Regions from separate parts of the Mus musculus genome. Here all the other regions are linked to region 1. A link is a contact called in public Hi-C, HiCAR-type and promoter capture Hi-C data. All regions are on one chromosome and are shown on one strand. Each heading gives the region's core, a stretch centred on a gene start, on an enhancer-like site or on the middle of the called end of the contact. The rest is flanking DNA. Distances are from core to core; before and after follow the strand shown. Region 1 holds the start of Pacsin2 (protein kinase C and casein kinase substrate in neurons 2). Region 2 holds the start of Shisa8 (shisa family member 8). Region 3 holds the start of Cyp2d22 (cytochrome P450, family 2, subfamily d, polypeptide 22). Region 4 holds the start of Cenpm (centromere protein M).

The links. Promoter capture Hi-C pulls out the DNA fragments that hold promoters and counts their contacts. A called contact is a pair of places that touch in the nucleus more often than the background predicts. HiCAR-type assays count read pairs that join an accessible place to other places.
Region 2: a contact with region 1 is called in a promoter capture Hi-C map of embryonic stem cells, with 2.6 times the contacts expected there. The contact joins the promoter of Shisa8 here to the promoter of Pacsin2 in region 1.
Region 3: a contact with region 1 is called in a HiCAR-type map of astrocytes, with 5 times the contacts expected there. The contact joins the promoter of Cyp2d22 here to the promoter of Pacsin2 in region 1. A contact is called at or near these places in 2 of 39 promoter capture datasets (cranial neural crest and pre-B cells) and 1 of 115 datasets of contacts at active chromatin or transcription factors (astrocytes).
Region 4: a Hi-C map of B cells shows a contact between it and region 1, with 6 read pairs. The contact joins the promoter of Cenpm here to the promoter of Pacsin2 in region 1. A contact is called at or near these places in 4 of 39 promoter capture datasets (cranial neural crest, embryonic stem cells, hippocampal neurons and 1 more), 1 of 484 Hi-C or Micro-C datasets (B cells), 4 of 115 datasets of contacts at active chromatin or transcription factors (embryonic forebrain, embryonic stem cells and pancreatic cancer cells) and 1 of 9 other capture datasets (pancreatic islet).

Annotation. Positions count from the first base shown.
Region 1 is chr15:83,462,730-83,465,991 of GRCm38.p6, reverse strand. Pacsin2 (protein kinase C and casein kinase substrate in neurons 2) reads left to right here and starts at 1,386. Exons shown (of 11, transcript NM_001159509.1): 1 at 1,386-1,533.
Region 2 is chr15:82,211,121-82,214,330 of GRCm38.p6, reverse strand. It overlaps Shisa8 (shisa family member 8), which reads left to right and starts at 1,516. Exons shown (of 4, transcript NM_001207021.1): 1 at 1,516-2,442. The coding sequence starts at 1,919.
Region 3 is chr15:82,378,229-82,381,588 of GRCm38.p6, reverse strand. Cyp2d22 (cytochrome P450, family 2, subfamily d, polypeptide 22) reads left to right here and starts at 1,329. Exons shown (of 10, transcript NM_019823.4): 1 at 1,329-1,511.
Region 4 is chr15:82,242,888-82,246,156 of GRCm38.p6, reverse strand. Cenpm (centromere protein M) reads left to right here and starts at 1,410. Exons shown (of 6, transcript NM_025639.4): 1 at 1,410-1,534; 2 at 1,945-2,024. The coding sequence starts at 1,478.

The sequences.
Region 1 (3,262 bases), core at 137-2,636:
TTCTGGGTGGGGGAGGGGCAAGGTCTCATATAGCTTAGGCTGACCTGAACTCTCTATGCAGTTGAGGATGACTGTGAATTCCTGATCTTTCTGCCTCTACCTCCTAAATGCTGAGATTACAGGCAGGTACCACTATGTCCAGCCTGAAAACTGGACTTCCTGTGTAGCTGGGGATGACCTTGAACTCCTGACCCTCCTGTTCTACCTTCCAAGTGCTACCTACTACATCTGCCTTTTCTGTTTTGTTTTGTTTGCAGGGAGGTTGAGGCAGGGTCTTACTATATATTCCAGGCTGACCTTACCTTTTTTTCTTTCTTTCTTCCAATTACTCGGTTGCGTAGGCTGCCTGGAGCTCTCAGCCATTCTCCTGTATCCGCCTCTTGAGTACTGGGATTACAGACACTAGCCACTGTCTGCCACCATTTACTCTTTACTCCATACAGTTCCCAGAAAGTTACCTGCTGTCAGTTTCTCAGACCCTCACCCACGCATCGCTTACTGTCCTCCTGGCCGGGACTGTGTGAGGTAGTGCTCAGCGAGGTATTAGCCGTTTTGGCTCATTATTTCTCTTTGCTCATAGGGCCAACCTCCTATCTGGCAGCGCTATGTGAGAAGCAGAAAGTCTGTATATTGTCTGGTGCTCTGATGGCCATATCGGCATCCTCTGGAGGGAAGTCTCTCCACCCCACTTCCTCTTCTTTTTTGTGTTTTTGGTTAGCCTGTAACACACTATGTAGACCACAGTGGCCATGAACGCAGAGATCCACCTGCCTCTGCCTCCTGAGTGCTGGGATTAAACGCGTGCGCCACCATCCCTGGCTTGGAGGAAACTTTCTTTAAAAAAAAAAAAAAATTGTGTGTATGAGTGTTAGCATGTCTGTACCTCGTGCGTGCCTGGTACCAACAAAGGCCAGAAGAGGGCGTCAGACAGATAACCCTCCAACTGGAATTTCAGATCAGGGTAAGCCTCTACGTACTAGGTACTTGGAATGGAATCCGGGTCCTCTAGAAAAGTAGCAATTTCTCCAGATCCGAGGAAACTTTCTCAAAGTCCACCTTATCTGAATTATAGATCAGGGACCGCAGTTGTTCTGGGTGCTAGGGAAACCACAAAACTCTGGCCCACTTTAAAAAAAAGTCCTTTAGTCCCGGTCCTTTGGGCGTCTCCCAGGGAGTGACCCGTGTTGGCCTCTCAGCGGCTTAAGTAGTAGCTCCTCGTTTGACTGACAGGAAAGGCCGCTAATGCTAGCCCAAGGTAGTTCCTTTAGCTTCTGGGGGGGCGTGCCGCCTCCGCTTTAGACTATCCAATCTGGAGCGCCGCTGGGCCGAAGGGCGGGGTCTGGATGCAGGCAACCAATAGGGCGAGCACAGCGGGCGCGGCGGGGGCGGCGCGGTCGCGGCTGGCGGCAGAAGCGGCTGCGGCGGGTCTGGGCAGGGCCGGGGAGCTCGGTTGGAGCGGAACGGGAAGGGGTCGGAGTCGCAGCCCGGCCGGGGCGGCGTGCTCAGTGGGACCCGAGGCGAACGGCGGCCGAGGTGAGGGGTGCGCCGCGACGGTTGGGACACGGGTCGGTGGCCGCGCCTACCCCTGTCAGGCCGCGCTGGGGCCGAGCGCGCGGGGCCGCGCCGCTCGAAACTTCTAGTCCGCGCGCGGGGGGCCACGCGCCGGCGGGCGGAGCCCGGGAGGCCCGAAGGGCGGCCGGAGCGGACGAGTCCCACGCGGACGCACTCATGGGGCGCTTTGCAGACTCTTGCCTTCCATTTCCGTCCTCCCCACACTCTGTGACCGCCGTGGTGAGAGCCAAGCCTGACCGGTGAACACGAACTAGGGGTGTGAGGCGAGACAGGAAAGGCTGCATGCTGTCCTTTTTGACTTTCATAGTTTTCGAGACTCAGTGGATCCGAATCGTCAATTCCCTCCTACCTCCCGTGGGGGCTCTAGAGCCGCGTTCTCTTCTCTTCCCAAAGACCCCAGGCTTGCGGACCCCCTCTGAGAAGGTCCACTTTTCTTTTTTTCCAGGAGTGGATCCAGAGGAGCTGGCTAGGGATCTCAAGGCCTTAGAGGTTAGACCTGGAAGTAGACACGCCCCAGGGGTGCTGCGTTCTTGTTGGCCCCTTGAGGGAAGATAGTTTTGGTCCGGGCTGTGTGCACCATCCCTGGCCCTTGTCGGCTTCCCTTGACCGCAGCTGTCCTTAGGTTTAGTGATGAAGGGGGAGTAGGTTGCTGACAGTCTCCAGGGCTACTCATTAGCGGTTTAGCAAAAACACTTCTGCACTGTCCTGATGTAAATCTATTTAATCCCGAGTTGTGGACGTGAGCTCACACCTTCCTACCCCCTGCAGGTTTTCCACTTTGCTTAAGTTCTGGTCTTGCACCTCTGGGATTGTCAGCTTGGAGCCCCTGGTGAAGGGATCAGCCAGGTGAACTGGGTTCTGTGTTAGCCTCCCTCTTCCGTCCCTGGGCGCTCAGATTCACTTTTCCACAGAAGTCCGGATTTGAGAGTTAGCGTAGTTGGGGGTTCTCCTGACTTTCCTGGAACACTCTAGTCTGTGCATTTACACTGAACTGTAGAGTTTGGCAGTCTCCTTGGTGAAGCTATGCTACTTTAGCCGTGAGGCCACTACATGAAAAACTTGTGTGATGTGTGCAGTTTAGAGGCTTTAAAGAAACTGATCATTGGGCTGATGGATATTTATTACTTGGGAAAGTAGCTGAGCACAGAGGAGTAGCTGACTGATTAGATCTGCTCTCTCTGTGCAGGATTTTTAAAGACTCATTGGACTAGAAATGGTATTTTAGTTCATGCTGTTTGGGGAGCTAGGGTTTGTTATTTCCAACCATAATAATTAGTGTAAAAGTGTGTGTATGTAAGAAACACATCTAAGTTTCCATGTTGTCTGGTAGAGAGAGGTGCCATTGGCTTTTCCGTAGTCCTCAGTGCCAGTACAGGTTTCTAATGGCCAGGCATTTCTAGGGGGAAGATAGGGGGTTGCCCTTAGTTTTAAGGGGTTTGTTTTGGACGCAGGGTCTCACTGAGTAGGCCAGGTTGGCTTGGACTTTTCAGAGATCTGCCTGCCCCTGCCTCTTGAGGGCTGAGATTGAAGGTGTATTACACCGTACCTGGCCACCCTTAATCTTTTTATTCTTTTCTTTTACCTGAAAGTCCATGCTGATGGGTTAAGGCCTGATTCTTAGGCTTCCTGGTTCTGAAAGGGGGGGGGTCATCACTCGGTTGTTACGGATGTTATGGACTATCAAATAACA
Region 2 (3,210 bases), core at 267-2,766, 1.3 Mb after region 1:
CAAGTGCTGGGATTAAAGGTGTTCTTTCTTTTCTTGAAACAGAATTTTCCAATAAAGACTGGGCTAGCCTGGAACTCACCGTGTAGACCTGTGGTTCTCAACCTAGGGGTTGGGTGTCGAATATCCTACATATCAGATATTTACACTACGATTCATGACAGTAGCAAGATTACAGTTATAAAGGAGCAATTAAACAATTTTATGGTGGGGGTCACCATGAGGAACTATGTCACAGGGTTGCAGCATCAGGAAGGTTGAGGACCTCTGATTTAGATTAATTTTGCCTCAAGGAATCCCCCTGCTTTGTCCTTAGTGTGTGAAAGGACACTATTTTGTTCTGTTTGCTTTTTGAGACAGGGTCTCAGCACATTGCCCTGGCTGGTCAAAGTTGTGAGCCCAAGTGGTCCTCCTTCTTCAACCTCTCCGCAAGCCTTCAGTACTGCTATGCCATTGCTGGCACCAAGAAGACCTTTTTGTTGTTGTTGGTTTTTTTTTTTTTTTTGTTTTTTTGTTTTTTTTTTTTTTCTCGAGACAGGGTTTCTCTGTATAGCCTTGGCTGTCCTGGAACTCACTTTGTAGACCAGGCTGGCCTCGAACTCAGAAATCCATCTGCCTCTGCCTCCCAAGTGCTGGGATTAAAGGTGAGTGCCACCACTGCCTGGCTCCAAGAAGACCTTTTGACCTTAACCATAGCAACTGAGGCAGGGAGAGGCAATGACTGGCATCAGGGTCATATTCTCCTTAGCAGCTCAGCGGGGGAGTGGTGGAATGGGGCATTGAGCCATGCCTCCTCATTCTTTCCCTAAGCTTGTGAAAGGACCTGGGAGTCCCAGGGAGTGAGAGTTGAGGACAGACAGGGGAGTACAACTGGCCTGGTCCCCAGGACCTGCTCAGCCTTCTATAGCAGAGGCCGCGGAGGGGAGCCGACCACTTGAGGGCTCTGGCCAGACTGTTTCCAGAACTGGGACATCCTAGGACCCCAGCCAAATGTCCAGGTTTTAGAATCAGGGCACATGCTCTGGGGCAGACCAGAGAGGGGTTGATCAAAGCTTGATTCTGCCATTTTTGTGTTGGGGGTCCTTATTGTGCCTTCCTCATTCATGTCAGGACCAGACACAGGAATGGAACATTGGGGCGTGTGTGTGTGTGTGTGTGTGTGTGTGTGTGTGTGTGTGTGTGTGTGTTTGTGAGTCCCTTCCCAGTGAATTCCAGGCTGCTTTGATCTCTATGCCTCTGTCCCCTTACTTAAAAAAGCAGGGAATCGCTCATCCAAGGTTGCCAAGATCCGAATCCCCAGATCTTAAGCTGAGCCCCCTCGAGGGCCCAATTCCGACAACAGTTTGAGGGAGGTCTTGGAGAGGGTCCCTGGTCGGGCGCGCTTGCTGCACTGACCTTACAGAACCCCTCCCTCCCGGCGCAGCGGCCGCGCTCCTCCCCCGGTTCTGCCTCCCTCCCGCCCTCCTCCCCTCGCTCCCTCCCGCCCGCCCGAGCCCGCGCCGAGCCCGCGCCGGAGCCGGAGCCGGAGCCAGAGCGCGGGCACCGCGGAGCGGGCGGCGGGAAGACAGAGGTGTCCGGCGACCCGCCGCCCGGCGCAGTCTCCAAAAGACCCAGGCCCCGCACGCCCTCCCGGGTCAGAGGGAGCTGGGGACTGTGCAGGCGAGCACTCGCCGCCCGCCTCCACCGTGCGCAGTCCGAGGTGAGCCCCGGAGGAAAACGCGCCCACCGGAGATCCAGCCCCGCGTACTCTACACCGAGCTCACTTGTGTCTGGAACCGCAGACGCACCAGGAGGCGTCGGCGGGGAGACTGCGCGGGCAGCTGGGCGACCGAGCGACCGGTCCCGGAGGGCTGGGGGAGCCTGGCAGAGCGGCCACGCGCCGAGCCATGCGCCGGGCGCAATAGCAGAAGGAGCGGGCTGCATGGAGCGCGCTGGGGCGCGGGGACAGCGCTGTGGCCGGCGCTCGCATGGGCTCCCGCTCGCACTCCGACTGGCGCTGCTGCTGGCAGGGTCGCCGTCGGGCCGCGCGGGGGCTCCCGAGGAGCAGGAGATCGCAGGGTCCGGTACCGTGGCACCGGCGGGAGGCGACCGCTGCCGCGGCTATTACGACGTGATGGGCCAGTGGGACCCGCCCTTCAACTGCAGCTCGGGCGTCTACAGCTTCTGCTGCGGCACGTGCGGCTACCGCTTCTGTTGCCACGACGGCCCGCGCCGCCTGGACCAGAGCCGCTGCTCCAACTACGACACACCGGCCTGGGTGCAGACTGGCCGGCCGCCCGCCCGCGCCCGTGACACCGCCGCCCCGCGCGACCCGGCCCGGGAGCGCAGCCACACTGCGGTCTACGCGGTGTGCGGTGTCGCCGCTCTACTCGTGCTGGTCGGCATCGGGGCGCGCCTGGGCCTGGAGAGAGCGCACAGCCCCCGCGCTCGGCGCACGGTGACCAGGTGAGTGCGCCCGCTTGCCTGCCCGCCCGTCCTGTCTTCACTGTCCCTAGCTGGCTCCAAATTTCACTGCAACTGCATCCTTCTGGACCCTCTAAATCTTTGGCCTCTCCGCAGTCCCTTTCTCTTTTTGTTTTGTTTTGTTCTTTTGGACCTCTCTCCCCCGTCTCTGCTTCACAGAGGGAGATAGATACCTGATAGCTCTCTCTCCCCTTGACCTTCCCTGCCTGTACTGGGCTCTGGATCCTCCTTGTGGCTCTAACCTCCTCTGCGGAAGACAAAAAGTCGCTGTCCAAGGAATGAGGCACGGACGATGGTCAGGAAAGCCACTGGACTGGGGCAGTTTTAAGGTGGTCGTGGGCTTAGCGAAGGGAGAGGATGCTTGCCGGGTTCCCTTGCTGCATCTCCCTCTCCCGCCCTCCTCCCACCTCCATCCATTTCCCCAACCCAGTGTGACTCAAACCTGACCTTCATTCCTTGGAATTTCAGAAGCATCCCCTCCCCAGTAAAACCCCGCCCCCCCGCAAAGGTTCCCCCCCCCCCCGCAAAGGTCTGGCTTTCCAGCTGCTCAGAATGGGAGTGTGGAGGGATGTAGACCTGTGTTTTAGAGACCTGCCAGATGCTGGCTAAGTTTTGAGTTTATTTTGACTTGTCAGCCGAATGGGAACGCTGGGAGCTGAAATTCTGTCCTGACCATGGCTGGATCTCTTCCACTTAGGCCCCCCAGCAAATCCCCTGCCCTGTTTGTGCTCTCCCTTCCTTTCCACCCAG
Region 3 (3,360 bases), core at 80-2,579, 1.1 Mb after region 1:
CCCTCCTTTCATCTCTGTTTTATTATTTTTTTTTATTTGTTTTATTTTTTTTTATTTTATTTGATTCCCATTATTTACTTTGGGGATTAAATCAGCATCTTTTAAAACTTATTGTTAGGGTGTGTACATGGAGTTGGGGGAGATGCCATCTAGAGAGGTCAAAGGACAACATCTGGGATTCCGTTCTCATCTCCCTCCTTGTTAAGGCAGGGTCTCCCTTGCTGTTACTGCCACATTACATATCCCAGGATAGCTGACCAGTGAGCTGCCAGGCATAAAACAACACCTTAAACTTACAAAAACCTTATTTGAATAACAAGTTACCTTCTGTAGTATACAGACACAGGACATCTCGTCTAGTCTCTCACCCTTCCCCGCTATACTATCTTTGCCACAGATAGCATGTTTATATGTTTTGTACTCATGAAGACAGACTTGTAACTGGTGTTCTATGCATCGGTTTTCAGGCATACAGACAAAAAGAAAGGCCTTACAACCCGAAGCACGCTAGCACTTTTACCGCGTTGTTACTGCGCCCTGTGCTCATTTCTTCTATGGCTGTGAGTTAACTGGCTAGCATCACTTCGTTTCAGCATGGAGAACTCCCTCTACTGCGCCCTGTATGCTAAGTCCACTGACACCAATGACCTTCTACATTTATCTGGAAATGACCTGCTTACTACTTAATTCCCGAAGGACATTTCTTTATTCTTAACAAAGAACATGTGGATGATGTTCTTCAGGATGTGCGTGTGTTATCCTGTGTGTGGTCTTCCGGTCTCTGTGGTCACTGATGAAAAATTAACTCTTAATCTCAGCATGATCCCCGTGTGTGTAAAGGGTGAATGAATGACTGCTTTTTACATTCTCACTGCAGTTCCCTCTGTCTTCAGTGTCCACAAGAACCATCTGTCGCTCACTGTGGTCCCTAATCCCTCTGGGAGCACAAGCTAAGTCCCAGGGGGCTCTCTGGGTGCTGGGGGAGATAGCAAGGTTTTGACCTTGGACCTGTCAGGGCTGAAGCCTCCTACTCAGAGCCCCGCCTCCTCGTTGCAGTGCCTCCTCCCAGGAAGGCCCCCCCTCCTCCTCCTCCTCCTCCTCCTCCTCCTCCTCCTCCTCCTCCTCCTCCTCCTCCTCCTCCTCCTCCTCCTCAAATCGGTCTCACCTCCCGGGAGTGGATCCGCCTCCTCAGAGTGTCCCCCTCATGCTCAGAGTGGAAGCCTCCTCCCCAGAATGTATCATCCTCCTCAGAGTTGCTCCGCCTCCTTCCCCTCCTCCCCCGCCTCCTCTTCTCCCCCCCCCCCCAACCCCATTCCTCTCCCGCCTCCTCCTCTTCCTCCTCCCCGTCAGAACGTGCCCTCCTCTTCAGAGTTGCTGCTCCTCACAACTCCCCCTCCACCTCAGAGTGAATCCTCCTGAGTTGCCCTTTTTCCTCGAGCTCCTACTCCTCCTGTTCCTGCGAGGCTCCAGACACCTCTTGCCTCTCCTCGGCTGAGTTTCAGAACGCACCGGTAAAGGCAAGGGTTGCAGGGTTGCGGGTCTGCCCATTCGCTGTACAAGGGGTGCGAGGCGGGCCCCCACCCCAACCCCTGCGCTGGGGCTACCTTGGCACTGGAGCGTAGCAGTCCCTCCCCCTGGGCGGGGCTGGAGTGGGCAGAGGGGAACCTCCAAGGGCCTCCGAGTAAACTGTTTTCCATTGTCCCAAGCTGAGGCTAAGATGCTAGAACCTCCTAGAGTCTGATAGAGGGCAGGTTTTGAAGGGCTCATCCCCTAAGACACAGAGCCTGGGAACCCGCCTGTAGCCAGGCCGCAGGGCTGAGAATCTCTGTCCTATAGTAAGCAGAGTGGAGCCTGACCCTGGACCTTTGCATAACCTGCCCTTTGGCGTGCATTCTAGCCTTATCAGGGACAGGCGGTACCTAAGCAAACCAGACCTCTCTCCGAAGACCTCTCTTTTTGCCCTTTGGGGCTCAGCGAAGGTGGGGAAAAGAGGGTGGGGACGGTGAGTGGACCCTGGACCTCACAAACTCTGCTGCACCCCCTGGAACTGGGATGTTGTTGTCAGTGATTGGCTTAGAGGATCCACCCCCATTTAATTAGGAAAAAAAATCTACACTGAGCTGGGCACAAAATCCCAGCACATGGGAAGCAGGAGCAGGAGGATCTCTGTGAGTTTCTATGACAGTCTGGTCTACATGTCTACATAGTGAGTTCCAAAACAGCCAAAGCTACATAGTGAGACTCTGTCTCAAAACAGGAAGGAAGGAAGGAAGGAAGGAAGGAAGGAAGGAAGGAAGGAAGGATAGAAAAAAAGGGAGTGAAATTCCTTGTATGTTCAGTGTAGAAATTCCCTTTTTTTTTCTATCACCAACTAGAATGTACAGTTAATACCTTGTACTCTATCATGGCTGTCCCTACCCAGCAGCCCACCCAGTTCTTGTGGGTGTCAGGGCAGCAGCAGACACTGGAGTATTCTCTCTGTAAACAGCCAAGCATTCCTCGCACCAAGTGTCCTACAGTTCTTGCCTATGTTAACTAACAGACTATTCTAGAGATTTGCTTTCCTTCCCAGCTGTTGGTTTCGTGGGTTTAAACCAGATTCCATACCGTAGCTCAGGCTGGCCTTGAACTTGATGCAATCCTGCTGCTTACAAGTAAACTACCGTGTGTATTTAGCCCTGAAGTTTTGAAAGTGTTACTGCCCACCCACCCCCCAGCTCTGAGGGTGTGAAGGGTCGGAGGTTTTTCCTGCAGGGACTGTCTGAAGGAGCTAGAAAGAGTTGCCTTGGGGCTCCCAAGGAGAACAGCAGAGCAGCTGAACTAAAGGTTTTGGAGTAATTCTTAATGGAACACAATGTTTCAAGAGAAAGTGAATGGAATGTTTTCCAAGTGTTGACAGTGACTAAAGTGGGTCACCAGCTTCTGTGCTCTGTGTTAGGCTTTTATACTGCTATAGCTTGCCCGGTTTCAGACTGCCAGTTCCGTGTGTGATTTCTAAGCTCTAGGGCACAGTTCGCAAGTTCACGCTGATGATGAATCAGAGGTTACGACTTTGAGACAGTTGGGTCCAAGTACATTTTTACTCAGCTACAAACCACCGACCCCTCATCCTATCCAGCTGTCTGGCAGGGAGAGAAGAGGCATGTCCTAAGAGATTTCTCTCCACTGTCAGAAATGCTGTTCAACGGGCAGGGTCGTCTTTTTATTCACAGAAAATACTGGTGGGGGGAATGTGGCAGTTAGCGTCTTGAGCCCTTTGTGCTGTTGCCTGTGTCCTGACAGGCTGTGAGAAGACAACTCTTGGCAGGGGGTGGGGAGGCACTCAACGGAAGACTGTGGTCCTACTAAGTGGGCAGAAGA
Region 4 (3,269 bases), core at 161-2,660, 1.2 Mb after region 1:
AAAAAAACAAAACAAAACAAAAAACAAAAACAAAATAAATAAATAAATAAATAGAAGCTGCCCAGCCATCAGGAGCTGCCTAGCCACCTGGCCAGAGGCCAGGACAATGGATCAGCAACAGTTTCCAGATTTCCTCAGCTACTTCCTCAGCCACAGTTTCTAGACCTCACTTTCCAGCCCCATTCCCTGGTAATGGAATGACCGTGGAGATGGACCAAGATATAGGTTACCTACCTATATCTTGTGCTTTAAATCTCAGGCCTTCAAACTTACTTGGTTGTCTCTCTATTCTGGTAATGGGAGACCCCAGCATGCTAGACTTCTGCAGAATAAAACACTCTGTGTTTACATACTATTGAATCCCGGGTACCATTCTTCAGTGAATCCCGGACTCATACATTTGTACCTTTCAGGCCCCTAATCCTGGTACTTGCGGGAGGGGAGGAGTCCCAAGACCAAGGGAGAAAGAGATCACAGCCTTGGGAATAGACATGTGGGGAAACAGGCTGTACTTATCTGAACAACCAACCATTAAGAGTACTGGCTGCTCTTGGACCCAGGTTGGATTCAGAGTATCCACATGGCAGCTCACAACAGTCTGTAACTTGTTTCAAGGTTAACTGACAACCTCTTGGGGGGAGGGGGGGGGGCATTGTGCACATGGTGCACATGCAGGCAAGAACACCCGTACCCATAAAAGAAAAAAATTTTAAATTAAATTGAAAATCTTTTTTTTTAAATGCAATAAATCTTTTTGTAGAACGAAGATAGTAGAGGCTGACTGGAGAGATGGCTCAGCAATTAACATGGCACCTGAATTTGCTTCCAATGGGAACCAAATACCCATCATGTCAAGTGGTTCAGAACTGCCTCTAAATGCAGTTCCAGAGACTCTGACTCCCTCTTCTGAATTCTACAGCCGCCTCCACTCACATGAGTCCGCGTGCGCGCACACACACACATTTGCACGTAATTAAAAATAAATCTTGGGGGGCTGGCGAGATGGCGCAGAGGTTAAGAGCATTGACTGCTCTTCTGAAGGTCCTGAGTTCAAATCCCAGCAACCACATGGTGGCTCACAACCATCCGTAATGAGATCTGATACCCACTTCTGGTGTGTCTGAAGACAGCTACAGTGTACTTATATGTAATAAATAAATCTTTAAAAAAATAAATCTTGGGAGTGGGGAGTAGGGGCAGAGACAGAACAGGCTCTTTTAAGAGTGGCGGTTCCTGCCAGGCGTGGTGGCGCACGCCTTTAATCCCAGCAGGACAGCCAGAGCTATACAGAGAAATCATGTCTCGAAGGAAAAACAAACAAACAAACAAACAAAAAAGAGTGGCGGTTGCTTTTAAAAGTGGCGGCTCAGAAAGCCCCGCCCGGACATGCGTACCGCGCCCCGCCCACTAGAGAGGCGGGCCTTGCGACGGTTTGAAAGCGCCATGCGCTGAGCCGAGTGGCGCTGCTGCCGCTGAGATGTCGGTGCTGAGGTCGATGGACAAGCTGCCCGACCTGAACAGGGCTACCGTCTTGGTAGGTGCGGGCAGCGCCCCTGGACCGGCTTCCCCGCAGCCAAAGCCGGTGCCCTTCCTCAGCCTCAGCGCGCTCCGACAGCGGGGGGCGGGCGGACGGGCGCGTTACTCTGGACCAATCGGAGCGGCGGCTCGCGAGGCTGAGGGACGCCTCCACCAATAGGCGCGCGGCTGATTTTACCACCGGCTGAGTGGGCGTTCCAGTTCGAACGTGGCTTTCCCGCGTTTCGAGGAGGAGGCCGGGCGGTCCCCCTCCGTGGATGGCTCCTTAGGGCTCCTCTTCTGAGGAAATGGCTCCCTCCGAGCCGCCTCTAGCTGAGTGTGTACCCCCAGGAGGGATTCGGAGTGCGGGGCCCTCCAAAGGAGCCGCCCTGCTCGGATCTCCATCTGCCTGGTTCTCTCCCTTCGCAGCTGGTGAGCACCGAGGATGCGCTTCTGCAGCAGCTGGCGGAGTCGATGCTCAAAGATGACTGTGCGTCCGAGCTGAGGGTGTAAGTTGCTGAGATTGTAGCCTGAACTCTGGGCTAACATGAGGGACGGGAGCCTGCAGGAGAGAGGGTCCCGCTCCTAGCTGTCATCAGTCCTCCGTGATCCTGCCTATGGTTGCCGAGTTGGCTCCTTTACTGGTCTCTGCAAATGTTCATAGCTCATAACGCACGCCAAAAACACACTCACGGGTTGCGTATTTTCTCATTGACAAGGCTCAGAGTTTAGACGTCAGCATGTAAAAACAACGGGGGAGGTGTGTTTTGGTTTCCTTTCTTTCTCCTCTTGCTGTGATAAAATACCCCGACAAAAGCAGCTTCAGGGAGAAAGGACATGTTTGGCTCGCTCCTTGCTGCAGAAGTCATTGCTGCTGGAATTTGAAGCACTTGGTCACTGTATATCCACAGTCAAGAGGAAGCAACGAACAAGCACATGCTTGCAAGTTTTTATCTGGCTTTCTCCACACTGAAGACAACTCAGAATCCTTCCCTAGGGGATTGTGCCACTTGTAGTGGGCCTTCCTACCTCAGTCCAATTAAGAAATTACAAACGAAGGCTGGAGAGATGGTCAGCGGTTAAGAGCACTGTCTACTCTCACAGAAGTCCTGAGTTCAATTCCAGCAACTACATGGTGGCTCACAACCATCTGTAATGGGGTCCGTTGCCCTCTACAGGTGCATGCAGATAGAGTACTCACACATAAAATAAATATTTAAAAACATTACAAGGCATCTAGAAAGTTGAGACTCCCCAAGATGACTGACTCTAGGTTGTGTCCAATTGACAATTAAAAGTAACTATAACAAGGTGACCAGAACCCCAGGGGAGTAGAAAATAAACACCGTTTATCTCCAGGCCAACACAAGGACACATTTGTAACCACAGCTTTATAAGGCGAAGGCAGGAGGCTCCAGGCCATTCTCTGTTACATACCGAGTTCCAGGCCAGCCTGGGCTGCATAAGACAAACCAACACAATAAAAGAAGGCCTCTGATCCCCACCCCCAAACCACACACAATCGGCTTCTAAGGACAGAGATTTTGACTCTGGTTCACTGGTGAATCCTCGAGGCCTTAAGCAGTAACTAGCACAGAGGAGATGCTCTGTTAGTAACACTTGGGTTTAATCTGCTTAATTCATGATCCGAGAGATGCTGAAGATGTCTCAGGCTGGTACGAGTGTAAGGCAAGGATGTCTGAGGAAGGCTTAGTGAGCTAGCCCAGGGAAGTGACATAGAAAGTGGCAAGGCT